Regions from separate parts of the Sus scrofa genome. Here region 1 is linked to region 2. Evidence: chromatin contacts called from public Hi-C data. All regions are on one chromosome and are shown on one strand. The core of a region is the stretch at or near the end of the contact, and the rest is flanking DNA. Distances in the headings are between cores, read along the strand shown. Region 1 holds the start of NDUFS8 (NADH dehydrogenase [ubiquinone] iron-sulfur protein 8, mitochondrial). Region 2 holds the start of PPP6R3 (serine/threonine-protein phosphatase 6 regulatory subunit 3).

What was found. A called contact is a pair of places that touch in the nucleus more often than the background predicts.
Region 1: a contact with region 2 is called in a Hi-C map of liver, with 8 times the contacts expected there. The contact joins the promoter of NDUFS8 here to the promoter of PPP6R3 in region 2. A contact is called at or near these places in 2 of 47 Hi-C or Micro-C datasets (heart right ventricle and liver) and 1 of 2 datasets of contacts at active chromatin or transcription factors (alveolar macrophages).

What each region holds. Positions count from the first base shown.
Region 1 is chr2:4,864,562-4,868,816 of Sscrofa11.1, forward strand. NDUFS8 (NADH dehydrogenase [ubiquinone] iron-sulfur protein 8, mitochondrial) reads right to left here and starts at 2,831. Exons shown (of 7, transcript XM_003122434.3): 1 at 2,587-2,831; 2 at 1,595-1,658; 3 at 1,449-1,499; 4 at 891-980; 5 at 623-795. The coding sequence starts at 2,667. It also overlaps a transcript of ALDH3B1 not described here.
Region 2 is chr2:4,521,541-4,526,055 of Sscrofa11.1, forward strand. PPP6R3 (serine/threonine-protein phosphatase 6 regulatory subunit 3) reads right to left here and starts at 1,881. Exons shown (of 26, transcript XM_021082696.1): 1 at 1,750-1,881. TRNAA-AGC (a tRNA gene) reads left to right here and starts at 2,365; the gene lies at 2,365-2,437.

The sequences.
Region 1 (4,255 bases), core at 1,581-4,080, 340 kb after region 2:
GCAGCTGCTGGGAGGGGGCGCTGTGTGGACTGGGGGTACCCCCTGTGCCTGCTGGGCACACCCACCTGTGCCCAGTTGTGTCTTTCTGTTTCTATACTAATAGGCAGTGACTGCAGGCAGTCCCTGTGGGCCCCTCCAGCAGAACCGAACACTCAGGGCTCAAAGGAGCCGCCACCAGGGCAGCGAGGGCCTCAGCTGTGTCACCTGTGTCCTTGGGTCAGGCCCTGTGAAAGGCACACAGGCAGGGCTCTTCAGATCACTGCTGCATGCGGGTAAAAGCAGAGACCCTCAGGTGCCACCTCGTGGCTCAAGGCGTGGGTTTCACTCCCTGGACCAAACCTCCAAGGGCGGGACCCACACATGTCACGTGGTCTGTCGGGGGCTGAGAGCTTCACTACACTGAGTCACCGCCTCCGTGGCTCCGACAACCTGGCTCATCATTCCAATTCTTCACGGGGGGGGGGGGGGGGGGGGGGAGTGGCTCAGTGCAGCAAAGGAACTTTCCTGGAGAACACATAGCCAGCAGGGGGGCCAGAGTTCAGGGCCCAGCGCCTCCCACCTCGCTCCCACTTCACTCCCAGTGGAGGCTGAGCTGGGCGGTCAGGCGGGGTCAGGGGCTCACCTGGGCAGGGCAGACGGCCTCGCAAAGCTTGCAGGCGATGCAACGCTCCTCCCCGGATGGGTACCGGCGCAGCGCGTGCTCCCCGCGGAAGCGCGGGCTCAGCGGGCCCTTCTCAAATGGGTAGTTGATGGTGGCCGGCTCCCGGAACAAGTAGCTCAGGGTCATGCCCAGGCCTGGGGGCAGCACAGGCATGGTGGGAAGGGCCTCTCTTCCCTAACACCTCTGTGCCCATCCCCAGCCCACCTCGCCCCTCTGCCCCGGGGCCCACCTCGGACAAGCTCGGTCCACAGCAGGGTCTGGGCTGCCCGGTCAGTCACCGACTTCATGTCCATCGAGGGCTCACGCATGTTCACAAACTCTGCAGGGGAGGTGGGCAAAGCAGCAGTGCCGTAGGGGGTCCTCACACAGGCCCTCCCCCAGGACTCCAGCTCAGGGAGATGAAGCCTGGCCTCCCCCAGGGGTCTGCTCTTTCACCAAACCCTCCCCTGCCGGCCTCTGGCCCTGGGCAGTCCTCCCTGGCTTCTCCCTGCACCTGTGTGGCCATCTAAGCCAGGAGGTGATGGGGGCAGGAGGCGGTTTGGGTACTGGGGTCCCGATGAACAAACACAGGCTCCCAAGGCTCACACCTGGCAGCTCCCGACTCAAACCGCACAGGGCAGGGCAGCTCTGAAATAATACTGTGTAGCCACTGGGAAGGGCTGCCCCCCCAACGCCCTGCAATGACGGACTCGGCTCCCATGGACCACATTCAATCTCGATCACCACCCTCCTTTTACGGAGTGGCAACTAAGGCTGGGAGAGGGGGAGCCCTGCCAGGACTACTCACTGTAGGTGGCTGCGACCGCGCTGCTGTGGAGGGTCCGGGCGCTGGGATGTCCTGCAAGGAGAGGGGTTCCGCTGTGCAGCTGCGACCTCATCCTGAGAGGTGGTACCGCACCCAACCCCAACCCCAGAAAGGCCCCCGAGTCCTACCTGCATGTGCAGCCTGGGCCTGGGCCAGGGCCCGCAGCAGCATGGGCGTGCTCAGGCAGCGCATCTGTGGGGGTGAAAGGGAGGGAGGTGTAGGTGGGTCCCATACAGGGCCCCCCAGACCCCCGCACTCCAGCACTGCAGGAGCCCTGACCCTTGACCCAGCACGACCACGTCATCTTGTCCCCTACTCAACCCCATTCTGATCAGAGGCACAGGCAGCCTTCCCGTTCCCAGGTGTAGCCCCTCCCAGCCTCCAGATGGACGCAGATAACACTGCCAACAGCCTTTACTGAGAGCTCCCTGTGCCAAGCACATTGCTAGGGGTCACGTGCACTGTCACTTTGTCCTCAGGAGGACTCCCACCCACCCCAGAGGGAGGCACAGATGAGAAGCTGCGCTCACTCGTGTGAAGTGACCTGCCCACAGTCACACCTAAGGAGGTGAGACCAGGATGTGAACCCAGACCAGACCCCTCCCTTCACACCTCCAGGCCTCCCCTGCTGGAACCCTTTAAAGGCTCAAATAACCCTCCAGATCAACTCCTTTCCCCAGCATCCAGGCCCTTCTGGAACTGTCTCCCAGCCTGCAGTGACCTTGGGTTTTCTCGTCTGTGAAACGGGAGCTCGACGATGCCAAGGGTTTAGCCCCGGGCCTGGCACTTAGCCTGAGCTCAAAAGTGCCCCTCCCGTGACCTGTGACCTCTACAGGGCCCATTTCTTTGACCGCCGAATTCAGTGACAGGAGCCCAACCCAGCTCCTTCCCCGACCTTCCTCACGACCTCTGACCCCACGGATGCGGGCGGCGCCTGCGCCCTGAGGGTATGGGCCTCTCGATCCGCCCGCTGCACGCTCAAGGGCACGGAGGCTGCGGGTCCTGGGCGGGCCGAGATGAGCCTGGGCGCGGAGCCAGCGGGGCCAGCAGGGGCTCCACACTCGCCCCCGACGCCGCGCTGCCCAGACCTGGCCTTAACAATTGAGCCCCGAACACCCACCTTGAAGCGCTGCCGCTCCTTCCCGTGCGGAGGAGGCCGGTCCACCGAGAGGCGGAGCCTACATTCCTGGGACGCTTCCATTGGGCCGGCTGGCTTTGCCTTTTCCGCGCTGACTCTTCATAGTGTGGTCTGATTGGCTGATGCGGCCAAAAGAGGCGGGATCAAAGACGACCTTTAATCCGATTGGCTAGGGAAGAGCAGGCGCTCGAAGTGCGGTAGAGCGCCGCCGAGCTGGATTCAAGAGGCTGATGAACCGGGACTCCCGGTTCCTTGGAGGCGGGACATCCGAGGCGTGGTTTAGGGAAGCTGCTCCAGTTCTGACTGGGCATCCTGGCCAGAGGTACCCGCCCCCCTCCGCCCCCCCGGCCTCCGCGGGCGGTATGTGATAGCGGGGACGAGAATCTCGGCGCTTGATTACGCGCGGGAGCCGTGCCTGCTCCGGGCTAAAACTTCACCCGAGCGGTTTCATTTAATCCTCACGGAGCCCTGTGTGAAGGAACGATCGTTCTCGCTTTACAGATGGGGAAACTGAGGCACGGGCATGCGTAATTACTTGGTCCAAGCCTTAGAGCTGCTGCGTGTGGCCGCCACAACGGTCTTGGATCTAAACGACTCGGGAGCCCCGTCCCTCAACGGCCACCAAAGCGGTGTTTCCTCCCAGTGACTTGTGCGGCAGAGGGACCCCGGAGGCCGAGAAGATCCCCTAGGTCATCTGGGTCGGAGGGAGTGGAAAGTGGTCAGGGAGGACTTCCTGGAGGAGGTGCCGTCCCAGCAGACAGTAAAGAGGAGTTGGGCAGAACAAGAAGGACCAGAGGATATGCCCAGCGTCAGTGCAGAGGTCTGCCCGAAAAGGAGGACACCTCGAGGGCATTTGAAGAGGACAAGGAGAGGGTGGCACGCATGGGGCCTCCCAGGGACTGTTAAGGGTCCAGACTTGTGGGCCAGAGCACGCCTCTGAAGGGGGTCAGGCTGAGGGCCACGTGGGTACTGCGGAGGAGAAGGGCTGGGTCTGGGCACAGTGATTGCTGTATGGCTCAGGGAAGTTCGGCAGCATTATAGAATCATCTGGAATTGTTCAAAGATGGGATCTGGGAGGTGAGAAGGGAGTATCCAGCAGGAGGCCCAGGAGTTTGGCTCTGGTGGCTGAGTGGAGGGGGACCACGCCAGGGCCTTGGGGCCCAGGAGGATTGGCAGGCAGGGCAGCGTGTGAGTCCAGGCTGGGATATGCTGTGGGGAAGGCACCCAGGGCCAGCCACTTGGGGGACGGGAGCACATCCAGAGCTCCCAAGAGGCGCAAGCTGAAGGGGAGTCCTGCTGCAGGTGTCTCATCAGCTTGAACTGGAGGGACAGGTGGGGGGAGAGACGACGGGGGCAGCCTCACCCACCCAAGTGAGGAGACAGGACACCTGAAGCTTGGAGTCAGCGATTCAGCTCCGAGATTTAATCCTCACAGTGCTGTCTGGAGGTGCTGTTCGCTACCTCCTCTGTACACAGACAGGGAGACAGGCTCAGAGAGGGCAGGGATGACCCCGGTCACAGCCCGTCCACAGCGTGACATGGGCCAGATGCCAGGGCCCGTTTTGCACCCGCCACAGAAAGGGTGGTGGCCAAGAGGTGCCCACATCTACCCTCCTCTCCGGGGACACAGGTGGCCAGGGTGGGAGGAGGC
Region 2 (4,515 bases), core at 631-3,130:
ACAGCTTCCAAAGCACCCCTCCGGGAAAACAGTTATTGCCCAAACTATCGTCACTGAAGCACATACACAGTGAAGTTCAACACACAGGAACCTCCCGAGCCTCGGTAAGAACCAAGAGTACCCTGAGAAGCTCGGGAGCTATTGATTTGGGGGCCAATCACACTTCAGAAGTAGTATCCAAAAGTACAGCAGGAAGAGAATCCAACTGGAGCTCCTGGGGAGCTTTTCCCTATTTAACCATCTCTGAAACTAACCATTCTGAAGCACCAGGGCTCATTACTCCAGGAAACGTTTGCAACTTAACGAATCTTCAACCACTCCTCCCCTGAAAAAAATTACAATACACTTCCAGGTCACTGTCTCAGCCCAAATGACTCTAAATACACAGACCTTTCTAAAGACACTCGCCCAAAGCCAGGACTGAAAACACTCATTTACCTTCCTAATGGTATATAAATATTTAAAACATCAAACCTAATAATAGCCATTAATTTCTAAGCTGATTCTTCGTGCCAGGCACCATTTGTAGCTGCTTTACACGTATTAACTCATTTACTCCTGGCAAACTCAGGAGGCAGACACAGTTACAGAAGCAGCAGTGAAGAAAGTGATGAAGCCAAGATGTGAAACCAGGCAGTCTAACTCGAGAGCAAAGAGAGCGCAGGCACCAGCACCACTTAGGAGACTCCAGCGGCTGGAAACCTGGACTCGCTTTCCCACTGGCTGCCTACCTGCAACTTGACCTTGAGGACAAAACCCAAGTAAGCCTCCCGTTCACAAAATACGACAAGAGCCTCGTTAACAAGTGCGGCGAGGACGAAAGTGCCCCTCCCATAAAAGCAAAATATAAACAAAGCTCGACCCGACCCACGGAGAAAGTAAGAATCGAGAGCACTGCACGAAGCTCTGAGGCTGAGACGTCAGGACACACAGGGACCTCCAAGGACTCGCTCGGTCTACGCACAACCAAGGGTCCAAGTTGTGCCGAGAGCAGGCGGGACGGAGGAGGAAACCCCTCCAAGTTAACGGCGAGAGAGCTTCTTTAAGAGGGAGGTTCTTGCTGCCGAAAGAAGGACCACCCCCCAGCCCCCCGCAAGCTCATATTCGCCAGGGAGACCTTCGCGACCAGGTCTACGCTGGAGTCGCAGCACCGGAGTGGAAAAAAAATCGCTCGGAAGGAGATTTAAATACTCCGGGCCCGGCTCTGCGTATTCCGATGACTCTGCGGCGAAGGAGCAGAAACCCACAGAACTTGTTTCCCGGAGAGCGGAGTCCAACAATGGCCTTCGCGAGGCTCCGGCGAGCGGCCGCCTTAACTTGACACGCTCCGGGGCCCGCGCCCAGCGAAGTTCTCCGGGGCCGGCGGGCGGCGCTCGGGGCCGCCGGCCGGGGCGGAGCGGGCCCCGCCGGGCTAGGGGCGCGCCCGGTCGCCGCCGCGCCAGGCCGCGGACGTCCGCGCGGGCGCAAAGTTCGCCGCCGGGCCCTCGTCCCGCCTCGGCGCCCGGCCCGGCGCGGCCCCCGCGGCCCGCAGCGGGCGAGCCGGGCGGCTGACAGGCGCGGGCGGGGACGGCCCCGGAGCCGGGGCGCCGCGCCTCCCCGGCCGCGGAGCGGCGAATTCCGGGGGGGAGGGGAGGGGGCCGGGACGCTCCCTCCCCGCGCCGCCGAGGCCGGGCGGAGGGGCCGCCCCGCCGCCCGCGCGCCGCGCACCCCGCGCGACGGCCCGCTCCGCCGCCCCCTCCCCCTCATTACCTGGAGGTGCCCGCGACTCGCCGCTAGTTGCGCTCAGGCGGGAAACGCGCTCACCGACACCATCAGCGAAGCGCCCAAAATGGCGGACGTATCAAGCAGGCCTTGAGTTCCCCCCGCCCTCCCTCCGGCCGCCTCACGGCCAATCATGGCCCTGGCCCCGCCCCCAGTCCCGCGCTCATTGGCCTCCCTCTCCCGCCCCCTGTAACCTATTGGATCACCCTGCGGCCCCGTTGCACGCACGCCGATTGGCTGGCAGACCTCGTCAGTCAAGCGAGAGGGGCTCATCCTTTTCCCATGGACTTGACGGTTCCGGAACCTCTAGGACCCGGGAGTCTGGAGAAACAAATCAGAAACCGAGAGAAACCTGGCTGGGTCCCCCTACGCCGTAGCAACAGCAGGGCCTCCGCTTGACCGACGCTTCGGACCACCAATCCGATAGCCAATGCTTTTTAAAACTAAAATGAGCCAAACCAATCATGGCCATAGAGATGGGAACTGCAAGGGAACCAATGGGGTACCAAGACCGGAGGGCGGGCAGGCGGGCCCGAGGGCCTGAAGGAAACCGGTGATGACGTGAGCCACAATGTGTTTCGGCGGCGGAAATTAGCCAGGGTTGGGGAATTAGCTCAAGTGGTAGAGCGCTCGCTTAGCATGTGAGAGGTAGCGGGATCGATGCCCGCATTCTCCACTGTAGACTTTTAGAAGGGGGGTGTGGGACTTTCCTGGTCAAAGTCACGCTCCTTTCCCTGGGTGCCCGCACTGGGAGTCTATCAGAGTGAAGGTGGGGAGTCCCATACAGCTTACGCCGACTCCCCAGCCTCCGCGAGGGACCAGATTGCGGGAAGATAGGAGTCCTCGTTTTGCCTTGCGGAAGGATTGACACGCGAGCTTCTCCCAAAATTCTCCTCTGGCGCCCTGCCACTCCCCGCCCTCCCCGAGACAGCCCACTCAGCCATCTCCCCCCGCCCCCTGCTCCTAAAGAGAGCCACCCCAGAGAGAGCCGACGCTTGGAGATGCGGCCTCCTTCCTAAAAGCCGGCAAAACGCCGTGTATGGTCACGTGTAAATCAACTGCATGCGGTGGGGGGAGGCTTGCGGGGCCCGCTGCGGGGGAGAGAGTGCTAGGGGCACTAGTGCTCGTGGGCAGCCCTAGTGTGCACTTAGTCTATGCCCAGCCTGCGGGGGTGCGTGGGGAGCAGAGGGTCCCGGCTCTGACGTCAGACTCCTCCAGTCACAGAGTGGTGGGGTCTTCCTGAGCCGGAGGCAATCCGACCCTCAGGACAGCGAGAGCAGAGCTCTGCGCTAACTCCCGGAGACCTGAGACCCCAAGGTGGGGCCTTGGAACAGGTTGGGTTGTTCTGAGAGAGACACGGGGCGGGAGAGGAAGTGTCCGAAGTGACCGGGTCTCCGGGCCTTGAGACCAGTGCCACCCTGCCTAGGGGGAAATCACCAGCACCGGTGCTCAGGGGAGAGTCAGAATGAGGGCTCGGGGCAGGGAGGTCTGCCTGCCAGCAGGTCTCTCCCGTGACACTGGCTTGGGCAGAGATGGCCTCTCAGGCCCAAGGAGGGGAGGCAGGGAGTTCCTGTTGTAGCTCAGGGGCCTAAGAATCCGACTAGGATGCATGACACTGGTTCTATTCCTGGCCTCACTCAGTGGGTTAAGGATCTGGTGTGGCTGTGGCTGTGGCATACACTGGCAGCCCCTTGTCTGGAAACTTCCACATGCTGTAGGTGAGGCCCTAAAAAGACTAAAAATAGGGAGGGGAGACAGGCTCCCTGTGGGGCTTCCCCAGAGGACCTCCCAGGCCTGAGACATGTGACAGAGCTTGGCCACTGGGGGTAGCGGATGGCCACACCAGCAGTTTTGGCCACTGGGCTGCCTTCCAGACGCAGTTCTCTGCACCCCACTTGCCCAGGCCGGAGGCTCCCTCCACCCCACCGACTCAGGTTCTCTGAGCGCCGAAGCCAAAGGCAGAGAAAATGGGAGCCCAGCTGGAATTGGGTGGACAGGCCCCTCCCCCAGCTCACTCCTTCCGCAGAGCCTGTGGCTAGAGGCAGAAGTTCTGGAAGGAGTTCGTTGCTGGTAGTCCCAGAACAGGAGCATCACCCCATTTATGTGTTAGGTAACTGAGACCCTGAAAGCATTCAGACCTCGGCTGTGGCCCACACTGGCTGAGTGACCTCAGCTGGGCGACCTGAGCTCCCTGGCTGTCCAGGTCTTATCTGTAAAGTGCTGGTGATCTACCAACTTGTGTCCATCCTGTAAAGGGTACTGGGCCTCTAGGGAGGCAGCCACCAGGGGCAGAAGTTGGGTGCATTGATTCTGCTGCGCAGAGAGGCTTGGTGCCTCGCCCAAGGCCACACAGCCACCAAGATGGAGACTAAGTGCTTGGTGCAGAGGGGGAGGGGGAGGGACCCAAATACAGGTGACTGGGCAGGGGCGGGGGGGGGGGGAGGGCGGAGTGCAGGAGCAGGTGGCAGGGGAGGCTCACCAGCTGGAGGACCAGGTCCAGGTGATCGCAAGTCTAGGGGGAAAGAATGAGATCATCGAAGGAACTTGGGGTTTATCCTCAGCCACGCAGGGCCGGGAAAAGTTTCAGAGCAACGGAAGGGTGCATTCAGGGCTGGCTACACTTTAGAAAGAACGGTTTTGGAGCCAGAGCAGCAAGGCTGTGCTGCAGGAGTATCTCAGAGCCAGAGGAGCTGGCCCCTGGGGCCCGACACAGGAGCATGGGACAGCCTGCAGGGACCCCAGGACCGTAAAGGC